Regions from separate parts of the Rattus norvegicus genome. Here region 2 is linked to region 1. The links are chromatin contacts, called in public Hi-C maps. All regions are on one chromosome and are shown on one strand. The core of a region is the stretch at or near the end of the contact, and the rest is flanking DNA. Distances in the headings are between cores, read along the strand shown. Region 1 overlaps Ankrd44 (ankyrin repeat domain 44). Region 2 holds the start of Ankrd44 (ankyrin repeat domain 44).

Region 1 (6,689 bases), core at 1,679-4,178:
CCAGTATGCCTAACCTTCAGTAGGAGCCACAGACACCCGTTTTGACAGGCATAAAATAAATGTTTCTCCTCTTTGAGTTCTTTTCTTACCCTATTATATTTCTCACCAGCTTTTCGGAAAGTTTCTATTCCCCTCAAAATGAATGAGGCTTAACTTATGGGAATTTTCCTTTCTCCCAGCGCTGGGGTTCTGTACACATCCAGTTTTTTATGTGGATGCTGGGGATTTGAACTTAAGTCCTCTCTCCCACTTGCAGAGCAAGGGCTCTTACTCACTGAGCCATCTCCCCAGCCCCTTGAATTTTTTTTTCCTGATGTGAGTTTAACCAGTGGACTTTAGCTATATGGAATAAAAAGTTTTACTTTTTTCATTTTTCATCTTTTAAACATTCACTTTACATTCAAATGCCAGTCCCCTCCTTTCCTCCAAGTACCCCCCCTCCCCTGCACACATATCCTTCCCTTATTCCTCCTCCCCTTCTCCTCTGAAAAGGGAGAGGTGCCCCTGAGTATCAATCCCCCATTCCACCTGCACCTCCAGCCCTCCAAACCCTCCCCCCTGCATGACAAGTCACCACAGGGGTAGGCATATCCTCTTTAACTGAGACCAGGCAAGGCGGCCACTTAGGGAAATGAGATCCACAGGCAGGCAACAGAGTCATGGGCAGTTCCTGCTTCAGTTGTTGGGGGACCCCATGAAGACCAAGCTGCATGTCTTCTACACATGATGGGGGAGTGCTAGATTCAGCCCACATTCACTCTTTGGTTGGTGGTTCAGTCTTTGGGAGCCCCCAAGGATCTAGGTTAATGGACTCTGTATCCTATGAAGTCCCTGTCTTCTTCTGGTCTCTCAGTCCTTACCTGACTCTTGACTTCCTGAGCTCCATGTAATGTTTGGCTCTGAGTTTCTGCATCTCTTTCTATTTGCTGCTGGGTAGAGCCTCTCAGAGGACAGTTATGCTAGGCTCCTGTCTGCAAGCCTAACAGTATCATTAATAGTGTCAGGGATTGGTTCCTGCCCATGGGATGGGTCTCAATTTGGGGCAGTCATTGGTTGGCCATTCCCTCTGTCTCTGTTTATCTTTGTCCCCGCACATCTTGTAGGCAGGACACATTTTGGATGGGAGGTTTTGTGGATGGATTGCTGTCCTCATCCCTCCACTGGGAGTCCTGCCTGGCTATGGGAAGTGGCCACTTCAGGATCACCCTCCAGTGGCAGAGATAAGGTGGAGAGAAGACAGTTGTTTTTAAAAAGAATTTTTAAAAATCGTGTGTATGAATGTTTTACCTGCATGTACGTATTGCACTATGCATATTCCCAGCACTCATAAAAGATCAGATTATCAGATTCCTTGGAATTGGAGTGACAGACTGATGTGTGCAGACACATAGATGCTAGGAAATAAACTCTGTCTTCTGCAAGAACTGTGGTGTTCTTAACTACTGGGCTGGGTCTTCAGCCCCGAGAACATTTACAGAGAAAAACACCATATGAGCTGCCTTCTGAACTCGTCTGTCCATTTGCTAGATCACACGCACATCTCCTCCCGCTCATTTTGGCCCAGCCTCTCTCTCCGTCCTACTGTGCTTATGTCACACCCGGGGCTGTTGACTGCCTTGACTTCTCCATTAGTCAGACTTGGAGTCTGATGCACTTTCAGGTTAGGACAAGAGCTGAGAGTCTTAGCTTCTGTTTTAAAGAACCCTGCATCTTAAAGTTTACCCCACCATTGACTGGCCGTATGGCTTATAGGTGGCCTAGGTCCCTCAGGCCTGAGCTGATGTAATACAGAGGCTGACACATGTAATGATAAAGCTAACATTGACTAAATGTTCATTCTGTGCCAGGCTCTTGGACATATATCCCATATTTTTCCTCCTTGCCATCCCAGGAGGAAGGGGTGCTCTCATCAACCTCACAGTGAGGCAGTCAGTGGCAGTGGGTCTTCTGAGCAGCATGTGGGGTCAGGGATTAGAGCACAGTCTAGTGTTAGAGAGCAGCTTCTCGTCCGACATCTGTACACATACATCTCCCCAGAGGAACAACCATAGTCGAAGATTTTCTCTCAAGTTTGGATTTGATCCAGTTTAAGTGGTGCCTATATTTGAGAGAGAGAAGGGGAGGGAGAGGAGGAGGGACAGAAAGGGGGAGAGGGGGAGGGGGAGAGGAAGGGGAAGGGGGAGGATGAGGAAAAGGGAGAAGGAGAGGGAGAGGGAGAGGGAGAGGGGGAGGGAGAGGGAGAGGGAGAGGGAGAAGGGAGAGTTGTCCCCATAGACAGACAACTCTGTGTTTTTTTTTTTTTTCTTTCTTTCTGCTTTTATTACATTCACGAGAACTGTCAGTTCTTCCATTTGACCTTTCTGGGCATTTTAGAAATGCTCTTAGGGAGCAGAGGAAGTTATTTTCTTTCTTCCTGTTTATTTCGTCCTTTCTGAAAAAAAAAATCCTGCTCCTGTTAAGACCCTGCTTCCCCAGAGGCTCATTCCCAGGCCTGGTGTCAGTCTCCAGAGCGCCTCACCACTCACATCAACTGCTGTGTGGGATCTGGAAGGCTCTATCACAAGGGGACACAGTTGTCTGCACCACTGGGCAATGTCCGATGTGTTTTCATTTGTTAGACGGCTTAAATGTTCCACCTCCGTGAGCACCCGTCTCGTTCTGCTCTCCAGCTGGGGCTATTCCGTCTACGAAAACCTGCCTCCTCCAGCATCTTTCAACTTCAGGAAGGCAGTCACTCACACAAACCCATAATTCTCCTATTCTAGTTAAAAAACAAAGTGTACTTGGGCTCAAATCACATTGCTTCTTGATACAAGCCCCCCTGTCACAGCAAGAGAGGAATGGGAACTCCTGAAGAGGCACTGTGTGGAATCAGGCATTTGGTCCAGCTATTGGCATGAGGCAGCTGCCTCAGGCTGTCCAGCAAGTTACATAAGCGAGACTGCCTTAGACTCTTCCGGTACAGGCTCTCTTTATTCCAAAGCTTCTACAAGTACTAGCCTGTGATGACGCAATATGAGCTTTTGGCCTTTTGGTTCACAGTCCTTCTGAAGCAACTGCAGACGACCATTCTGGTCTGTGGAATGAAAAGCTAATTTCAGATGAATGCGGACAGTCCCTTTGAACACACTGTGCACACCTTTAATGCGCTGAAAGCTTATTTTACTCACTGATTAGTAATGATCAGTTTGCCGAGTTTAACTTGTAGCCTTCAGATGAAGGGTAAAAAGATATTTAATGTATAATTTAATGTATACTCCATGAAAGGCTTAAAGTTTTTCAAGTGGAAATGTCTGTAGAGGGCTGATAAACTAAAAACTCACCCATCCAGAGGATTTATTTTAATAGAAACGTATTTTCAGATACAAATGCAAAGTCTCTCTTGCTATGGTGCGCCCCTAAAATATATTTGAAATGACAGCAAAAGCATATACATATGTTAATTATCTTCGCGTGCCTTTTAACTGACTTATAACAAGACAGCATCAACGGGTAACCTTTTAGACTCAGACAAAAGTGGTTTCCTACCTTTCTGATAGTTGCATCGTCTTCTTTCTCTTCTCAGTTTTTGACACATCTGAGGGTGGTAAACCTAGGCATGAGCTGGTCTTCAGAAGCCCTTAGCGGTGCTCAGCTCGGAAGCAAGCACGGCTGTGTAGTGATGTCCAGAATAGAGGCTTCTCTAAAGTCGATGCGTCACCTTCCCCACTTTCCTAGCTCAGTTCCGAGGCTGAGCGTTTCAGGCAGACCATAGCTTAGGTCCTTACACAGATATATACACCCTGAACTATGCTGGGTAGCCATGGGGGCCCAATGGCTGCCCCAAATACTATCAAGCCATAGAAATGATTTAAATGGAAGCCTCTAAAATCAGGTCACAGTGAGATATTTCTCTAGTCCCTAGATGCTCACAGTGATTAAGTTAACTTTATCATTTTCGTTATTACAAAATAACTATACATTTACTGCAAACCAAAATGAATCATTGAAAGATCTCCCTAATCAGAATTTATATTGGCATTTTGGTAAAATTTTAGAAATATATATGCATATACATACATATATATACATATATATTCTATATTTTATAGAAAATATATAATTATCGTGTTAATAGGAATTATCATAGTGTTTTGTTTGAATAATTCATTATAAAAATGAATACCACAGCAGAGAGACACAGATTTGAGTAGAGAGCAGTGCTGGATTCAGGCCGCCTTTGATAGTTCTCTGCCTTGGTCAAAGGCAAGAGGAGTTAGCATTTGAAAACAGTGTTAACTTGTTAACCGCATGTGCACAGACCCATCGGCAGCAAATTGATTTCTTCAAGTCAAGATCGAGGCACACGAGTCTCTTAGACAGAGGGAAGTCCCTCAGATATTTCTGTGACGAGCACAGTTTGTGACCTCCTTCACAAGGTCCACACACTTTTAGTATTTTGCCATAAAGATTGTTGTTAATGACCATATTTTAATAATATACTTATCCAGTAAAAATATTACTTCCTGAAAGAACAACCTTGGTGATATTTTGGTTGGGATGAGCCAAGGTAGGATCCACCGGCTTGTTGGAATGAAGAGATGTGCAGATGTTTGGGCGGGGGGGGGGGGGGTGTGTGTAATATTTTTATCACAAGACACTGGAGCCTGGCCAGAAAGACTCTGAGGTAATGCTTGAGAACACTTCACAGGGAGGTGAACCAGCACAGCCTTTCTCAGAAGCTGTTTTTCTACTGCTTATCCAGAGTCTTTACAAGGTGCAGACTTTTGATCCAGCAGTTGTATGTCTAACAGTGCTGCTAGGAAGTGAGCTGCAGGGGGAAGTGTTCTCAGAGAGATGTTTACTCTTCTGTTTTTCTTAATAGCAAAAATCTGGAAAGAGCTTCTTAAGTCTAGTGACTGGGGACTGGTTAAGTAAATACTCCAAATTGCAGATATTATATAGTCATTTACAGTTATATTAGTGAAAAAATAACACACGGAAGTATTTATAAGGTAGCATTAAGGGAGAATGCAAGAAACGAGTATTTCTACACTACATGAGTTCAGCCATGGAAAATTCTACATATACTCCACATATACACATGCAAATGCCCATGCATAGATATGCACACACATGCACACAGTTATGTCTAGATGCACATATATATATATATACACATATTCACAAAAATGGAAGAAAAGGTTCCAGAACACTAATACTAGCTTATATAATCAGTACATTTAAGAATAACTTCTTTTCTCTTTTTTTGTGTTTTCTTTGATCATCTTTATCAATAATACATTGTTTAGAACAAAATATATCTTTACAACTTGATCAAAGTCATTCATTTATTCATTCATTCATTCATATATTTGCATTTCTTATTTTGGCAAATACAGTGTGCATGTGTCTAGTGTGTGTACAGATATATTAGTATATCTTGTGAAAATGAATATATCAATATATTGATATAATTAATAATGAAAACAAGGTCAAAGGTGATGGGACTTGGTGGACTGGTGATTTTGGTTTTCATTTTGGCAGTACTGGTGAGTGAGGTAACTATTTGGTCAAGCCTCGTCCTTCACTGAGATATACTCTATAACTGTTATCTATGAGCATGGTTCAATAGCTCAATAATGTACAGATTCTCATAATGATAGAGATTTATTTCTAAACACCATAACCAAAAGCTAATACTTTAGAATGACTCATCCCTCCTCTAACACACTGGATATTTATATTTTGAAGTGTGTTTAATGAGTATATTTGTTTACGTGAGTGCAAGCACCCATCATGATCCTGCCGTCCTCCCTGCTTGGCTTCACCCTCTCATCTCCTATATCTTTCTTCTGGTTTCTACGTTTTCCCTTTCTGTCTGTCTGTCTTTCTTTCTTTCTTTCTTTCTTTCTTTCTTTCTTTCTTTCTTTCTTTCTTTCTTTCGTCCTTTCTCTCTCCTTTCCTTCTTTTCCTTCCTTCCTTCCTTCCTTCCTTCCTTCCTTCCTTCCTTCCTTCCTTATTTATGAAATGAGGTCTTGCTATGTAGCTGAGGCCAGGATAAAACTCACCATGTAACTCAGGATAGCCTTGAACTCACCACTCATCTGCCGTAGCCTCCTGAGTCCTGCGATTACAGGTCTGAGCAACCATTTTTAATCATTTTTTTAAGTTGAGATTGAAATCATATGCAATTCAATGGCTTTGAGTGTTTTCTCAAGGTTACACAACTATCACCACTGTAACTCTAGAACATTCTTATTATTCCTGGGATGAACCACATTCTCATTAGCATTCATTCTCCAGTCTCCCTCCCCAGACCCTGGCAACCACTAATCTACTTCTGTCCTTTTGAATTGTTTGAGCCTTTTCCTTAGACAAATTCTTTCAGGCCTTTGGGGAACATTTATTTAGTTAGACAACTTACATTATATCCACTAAAATAAGCATCAAATGGGCAAGCCGTGCCAACCTAACAGATGCTTCCGGCACAGTAACGAATGGGTTAATTCTTTGCTACCAGACTGTACAGAAAGCCCTTCTTCTTGCAACACAAATGCAATAAAGGGAAAGGTTTACTTACTATCTTTTAACTGAATGAAAACACCATAAACAAAGACAAAGACAAAGGAAGACTTAGATAAAATATTTCTAGCATGTATTCCTGGTAAATACACAGTCCACTCCCCCCCAAAGTCTTTAGAGCCTTT
Region 2 (6,689 bases), core at 1,503-4,002, 190 kb before region 1:
CTTTTTCATTTCTTATCTAATTAGGGCAGGAAATTGGAATTGCGTAAGTAGATAATGTTATGTTTGAATTTCAATTCAGGAAAGTGAAGGCAACATTAAAGCACTACTTACTATTTCTTTGATAGAAAATGTCTCCTCGGGTTAGGCTCGCCTCCCTTTCAGTGACAGCCTGCTGTGGGAGCTCACACTTGGGATGCAGACTAGGAGGACAGAGAGTTCAAGGCCAGGTTGCCAGCAATATAGCAAGAGACTATCTCATAAAGAGAGGGGGTAGGTGGGTAGGGGAACTGACCCTGACTCAAGAACTCATGCATGTGCAAATCCATGATGACCCAAAGCAGATCTTGAGTGAATCTGTCAATGTACATAATTTGCTATCTCTCTTTAGAAATATGGTTATACCAACCAGATCTCCCAGAGCTCCTAGGGACTAAACCACCATCTCAAGAGAACACAAGGATGGATCTATGGTTTCAGTTGCAAATGTAGCAGAGGAAGGCCTTGTTGGACATCAATGGGGGGAGAAGCCCTTGGTCCTATCAAGACCGGATGCCCCAGTGTAGGGGAATGTCAGGGTGGGGAGGTGGGAGGGAGTGAGTGGGTGGGTGACAGAACACACTCATAGAAGCAGGGGGAAGGGAGGATGGGATATCCGGTTTCTGGAGGGGAAACTGGGAAAGGGGATAACATTTAAAATGTAAATAAAAAATATCCAATAGACAAAGAAAAGAAAAAAGAATCATCTCTGATTAACAAGCAACCAAAATAAAAAAAAAGAAAAAGAAAAAAGAAAAGAAAAAAGAAAAAAATTCCTATCCCATTTACTTATAAATCTATGCAAGATATTAGTAAACGGACAAACAGCAGCATGAAGAGGTGCTTCATACAAGCAGCAAACAACCGAGAAGGGTCTTAGGAGCAGTGGCTTTGGGGTACGTGTGTCTGCTTCTCATTGGTGGCCACAGTGACCCTGGATGGGGCTTCCTCAGACTCCCTTTTCTGCATGACTAGAATCACAGTGTCTAGGGTACAGGTAGGAGTAGCTTTGGGATTTAGCTGCTTCACCAGCCAGAGTGGGTGGAAGATAAAGGCAAGGATACGACACCATTGCTGTAGCTCCCTTCTTCCATGAGGCCTTTGTTGAGGCACTGGCCACGGGGAGGAAGAATCTACAACTGGTTTGTGAGTAAACTTTTGAGGCAGGTGTGAGGCCAGCGTTCGATCTTACCCAGTCACTTTGCAGTTTTGATTTGCTGTTCAACAGTCCTGAAGGTCCTGCTAGGGGCACCAGCGACTTCCGGGGTGTGGCCTAGCTCCCGACTTAACTTTCTTCTTTAGATCTCAGCTCTCCCTCTCTTTCAGGGAGCCTGCCCCTAGGCACCAGTCTACTCTGGTCTTTTGCTTCCTAAGTACTCCTCCTTGTGATCCTTTCGGTTTGGATTTATATTAATCGGCAATGGCTGTCTGGTTTATCTGAGTGTCCTTTGAGAGTAGGCACCTGTCTTACTTAGGGTTTCTATTGTGACAAAAACGTGACCAAAAAACAACTTGAGCAAGAGTTGTTTGTTTGTTTTTTCTGCCTCCACTTCCACAGCACAGTTCATCCCTAAAGGAAACCAGGGCAGGAACTCAAGGCAGGAACCTGGAAGCAGGCACTGAAGCACATGCCAGGGGGATGTGCTACTTACCCGCTTGGTGCTCATGGCCTGCTCAGCCTGCTCTATTACAGGGTGACACAGCTCACAGTGAGCTGAGCCCACCCACATTAATCCTTAATTAAGAAAATGCCCCCTCAGCTTGCCCACAGGTCAATCTGGTGGGAGCGTTTAAAAAAAAAAAAACAAAAAACAAAAAAACAACTAAGGTTCCCTCTTCTCATGACTGTAGCCTGTTTCAAGCAGCGGTAAAAGCTAACCAGCACAGTATCTTACCCGCTTATGCCCCATCTCTCCATGCCCAGCCACTGCCTGAATTTATAAGTGCTTTCCCAGATCACAGAAATATCAGCACTTACTATGGGTTGCTACCGCTGTATTAGAAGCCTGGTCTGTTAGACAGCTGTCTTCTGTGTGTGGAAGGTGCGAGTGGGCAGCATGCAATTTACAATCGTGTAGGAATAAACCAGCTAGGACTTATTTAGTGCGGTAATTTAGGACTTTTTTTTTTTTTTTCCTTCTCAGTTCCATCTCCAACCCCAAGCCTAGGCTACCAAGTTAGGATAGTGTGTGGTTTAACTAGGAGGTGGATCAAAGCCCTGGTTCCTTCCACTGCTATGTGGTGGAAGCCCTGGAGTCACGACGCGTCCAAGGCCTCCTTATATTAAACAAAGAGATTGTCAGCCCTGCGCCCAGGTGGCAGAAATTCGGAGCTCTGGAGCAATCTGATTTGGGAAGAGGTTTAGGGAAAGGGGGTGTGACGCAGTCTGCAAGGTGAAAGTTGGCGGCGTGTGAGTGGCAAGCTTTCTGGACCCCTGGGGTGTGTCTGCGAGGGCTTGCCGGTCAGTGGCGTGCGCGCGGGTGGGATTGCTGGGGAGAGTCGGCGTCAGCCCCCCCTCCCCTTTCGGCTGGCTCCTGGCGGAGCGGGGTGCAGGTGCGGGAGGGCGCCGGGGCCGCGGGCTGCGAGGAGCCGCCGCGGGCGGCAGGAGGCAGCGTCGGCCCGGGCGGCGCGAGGCAGCGCGCGGTGATGTCAGTGGCGGCCCGGCTGGCAGCGGCCGGCACTTCCTGTATAAAGGCGGGCGGGCCGGGCTGCGACTCCCGCGAGCCGGGGCTGGGCTCTGGGAGGCAGGCGGCAGCGGCCGAGCGGTGGCAGGGCTGTCACCTTCGCGAGCCCAGCTCCTGGCGCTTCCCCGGGCCGTCCCTTCCGTTTCTCCGGGCTCCCGGCGTTGACATCTACGAAGCGGAGAGCTGTATGTGCGCGCGCGCGGGAACGGAAGAATGGCAGTGCTCAAACTCTGCGATCAGGTAGGGGCGCGGGGCGCGGAGAAGGGGGCGCGGCGGGCGCCGAGCGAGCGGTGCGCGCCCCGGGCTGTTTACGCGCAGCCTTTGAGCGTGCACGGCCTGCCTCGGGGCTTGGCTCCCGCGCAGTCTCCGCCCTGGACCGTCGCAAGTGCGCGTTCGCGGCCGGAGAGGGTCGGCGGGGTGCGGGAGTGGCCGCCGGGCGCGGGTCGCCGCCGCACCGGGAAAGGGGAGACTCGGGCTGTGTCGTGCACTCAGGAGCAGTCAGCTTGGGGGTCCTCGGGGGAAGGCTCCCTGAGGTCAGGGGGAGGAAGGTGGACGGCGGGAGAGAGGATCGCAGCCCCTCTGCCCCGGACCTCTCCCGCGCCAGGCTAGAGGCTGGCCGATCCCCGCTCCGGTGCAAAAGCCTGCCTTCATCGGTTGGATAGAACACCCCGACTTCCTCTTTAGTTGCCCAGGGGCTGGGTGTGGGGTGTGGGATTGGGGGTGCTGAGAGACGCGCGTTCTCGGCCCAGGTCTCCGAGTAGGAGATGGGAGTCAGGTCCCGGACTGAGCTCGTAGACGCTGGTGCCCATGAGCTTTGTTGCTTTTCTGACTGAGACATCACACCGGGCAGCCTGGAGTTTGGCTTGAAGGAATGGGATTATGTATTGAATCTGATTGACAGTCTTTACCACATATCTAGATATTGACACTCACGGAAGTTCAACTTAATTGTGTGAAACAAAACCAAACCAAACCTCTTCACAGCTCTTTACAAGGGGGAAAGACGAAGCTTTATTCATGTCCCGATTTATTCATCCACACTGACATGAACATTGTTTTGGGGGCCTGATAAGCAGCGTGGCGATCTTGACTTTGATATATGGTATCAAACAGTCCAGCCCCCTCTATCAAACACCTCAAACTTCTTAATAGGATGCATCTGGTGTCTTGCTAGTTAGAATTCAGCCAGAATGTTTTGCAACTTAAGTGCAACCTTTGCAATAGTGAGCCACAATGGTTTGTTTTGCCCCTTTAGATTAAATTTAGTTCAGCTTGCTTTTACCTTAAGTATTCACAGCCCCCCTTTCTTCCCTTCCCTGCCTTGGTTCAGAAATCACTGAGTTTAAAACTCTGTTAAATTTAGCAGGGAGAGCAGCTGTTAATTGTGTGACCCTGCCCCTCCTCGTTGGCCACTGAGCATTTAAAATGCTTGTAAATTGATATTAGGATTTTCTCTACCCTTTGTTCCCAATTTTTGCCAACTGTTAGACATCTGCTTATTTTAAGTCTTACGTTGTCTTGTGTCCAGAGTCCTGTCAACGTTGATGGTACACATTTCTCTACTTTGTTAATTCCTAAGTCTGCAGAGTACAGTGTGGTTCTAGTAGGCATTGCTATGTTATTACATATGAAAGAATTCTGTGTAGAATTTTACTTAGAAAGATGCTAATCATTTACCCTGAATTCCTTATTTTCTAAGTAAAAAAAATCAGCTGACTGGGAAAATCAAGCAAATCTTCCTCAAGATCCTCAGTGTTGACTGGTGGTGTCCACCTCCCAGGCCGCTATCGGAGCCTTGAGATATGTCTCTCCTTCCTTTCAGCAGATGTGTTAAAGTAGGGTATGAGAAGGAGCTTTCTCCTCAGGTACATCAGCCTGGGTGAGGAGTGTACCACTGGGCTCTGCAGCCCAGGAAATTATTCTCTGGCTTCTCAGAGCAAGGCTTTTTCAAAGATGTTTGTCGTTGGGAATCTTTCTAAGTTACACCCACTTTGTTCCCCCAGTAAACTCCACTTGCCCCTGGGGAGAAAGGGGTTAAAACCTTCATTTGACTCCATCTCCTGACATATAGAAAGAGCCAAGGAGTTCTGTGATCCAGGAACACCCAAAAACCACCAGTCTATCCTGGGACAAAGCCAGAGGAAGATGGGGTGTGGTGGTGGTAGGGCGGGGTGAGGTGCAGTGGTGAGCAGAGATGGTTTCTGTGTTTCTTTAGGCCCAGGAAGTGTACTCTTCTTGCCTTATATAGTCTTACTTTGTGTTTGAATCTTACTTCTTAGAAGTTGGCTCTTAACCTCAGGTACTCATGCTAACAACCTGTGGATTAAACTCCTCCTAGAAGAGCTTTGTCCCATCACTGTGGGCGGGGAGCCACCTGCATGGAATTGCCTGCTTCAGTCTGAGCTGGGGCCACCTGCTCCTTCCTCAGGGATGCTGTGGCCATCCCGGCCTCACTCTTCTGGTCCCTTCAATGTCCATTTTGTAAGGCGAATCTCCACTTTTGGCTACAGCTCTTTGATTTTTGGTTTGAGGACACATTCCGGCTGCTGATAACTTGGATGTAGTCGAAGCGAGAGGTTATCATCAATGACTTTTTCTGTCCCCTGACACTGAAGGCTGGAACTGGCTGGGTGGCTGTGGTTATATCACTTTGGCAGCCAGTTCAACAGTGACCTCTGGGTCCAGCAAGAGAAGGGTTACGATTTTTTTTTTCTAACTTGTTTTGGGAGAATTAAAAAGTTAAGGGGGAAGGGAGAGGCTGCTGTGGTTTTCAGTCTTCTACTGTGAAAAGGAACTGGGAGCTTGTGCTGCGAACAAGCTTGACACTTAGCACTTCTGCATTTGTAAGTCTGTCCTTTTGTTATTTTTTTTCCTTTGGAAGTATTTTGGGGACCATTTTTGTTTGCCCAGGACTGAGGGGCTTCCTGGAAACACCGGCATGTGATGGTACAACTGGAGGAGCTGGTTGGTTACTCTCTGCAACATTGTTATCGACCTATGTAATTAATATAGTAAGATGACCATTTCCTCATGGGTGGACAGTAAGGCATGATTAGCTCAGTTCATCCTGGGAGAACTGAGCTAATCATAAGGCTGAAGAAGGTTCGTCACATGCAAATGCAGTGTGCTTAGCTTATAATAAGTAGTCATGCAGACTTTTGCAATTGGACTTTAGAGTTGGACTTTTACATTGAGTTTTTAGGGTGCATTCCTTATGAATAGAGGCAAAGCACTATAGGGTTTGTTCCTGTACTGACTGCCCTGTCAGTCTGACTCTTACCATCAGTTTTGCCTTTTCAGAGTTACAAAGCCAGGTTTGCCGAGGTCCTCGTTTATCGTTGGCATGGTCTACTTTTCTGACGCGAGTTTGCTAACGGCAGCAGAACTGTTCCATTTCTCTCAAAGAGTCTGGTAGACAAACAGCTTCAGCAGTTGGCCCTTTCGGAGCTTCCCGCCTGGAGGCCTTATGGTTTAGTATCTCTTTGCCAAGTCCTAGCTCACACTCCGGTCACCCATCTCCTTGCCAAAGGCACTGTCTGGCAGCTGTGGCAGTGGCCAGATAATACAAACCCTGAAGCTCTGAAGGCAGGATTTCTGGCCACAGTGTTGGGCCTTTGGACATTTTATTTTCTATCAGGCCGTCCTGTATTTTCAGCAACTCACTATGTACTGGATTGCAAGCCAACCATGTGCATGCTGCAGGAGTGAGGAGAGGAAACACAGATTTAACTCTGAGATTCTGATCTGGTTAGACATATCAGCCCACTGGTAGGTTTGGGGAGTGTACTTGACGGTGGCATTTCATGGCCTGTGCATAATAGTGGCTTGCATTGATTTCGCTCCCGTGTGCTAGGTCCTTGCAGTGAATCACCTCTCTTAATCCACACAGTCACACGAGCAGGTAGGTGGTCACTCCTACTTTATAGTTGAGAAAACAGGAGCAGGGAGGATGATTGACACTTGTACAGG

The links. Hi-C and Micro-C count contacts between places; a contact is called where the count stands out from the background.
Region 2: a Hi-C map of hepatocytes shows a contact between it and region 1, with 1.6 times the contacts expected there. The contact joins the promoter of Ankrd44 here to the enhancer-like site in region 1. A contact is called at or near these places in 8 of 12 Hi-C or Micro-C datasets (the A7r5 cell line, the Rat2 cell line, Schwann cells and 4 more) and 1 of 1 datasets of contacts at active chromatin or transcription factors (oligodendrocytes).

The regions. Positions count from the first base shown.
Region 1 is chr9:63,726,615-63,733,303 of GRCr8, reverse strand. The region is part of intron 9 of Ankrd44 (ankyrin repeat domain 44); the gene reads left to right. Among named protein-coding and RNA genes, the nearest start is that of Pgap1, 190 kb to the right of the region's middle. Within about 2 kb of position 2,928, at least 35 of the 93 cell types and tissues checked have an H3K27ac peak or open chromatin away from gene starts, as enhancers often do. A contact at or near this core is called in Schwann cells, hepatocytes and kidney, where this site is marked.
Region 2 is chr9:63,918,003-63,924,691 of GRCr8, reverse strand. It overlaps Ankrd44 (ankyrin repeat domain 44), which reads left to right and starts at 2,752. Exons shown (of 28, transcript NM_001191807.4): 1 at 2,752-2,960. The coding sequence starts at 2,934.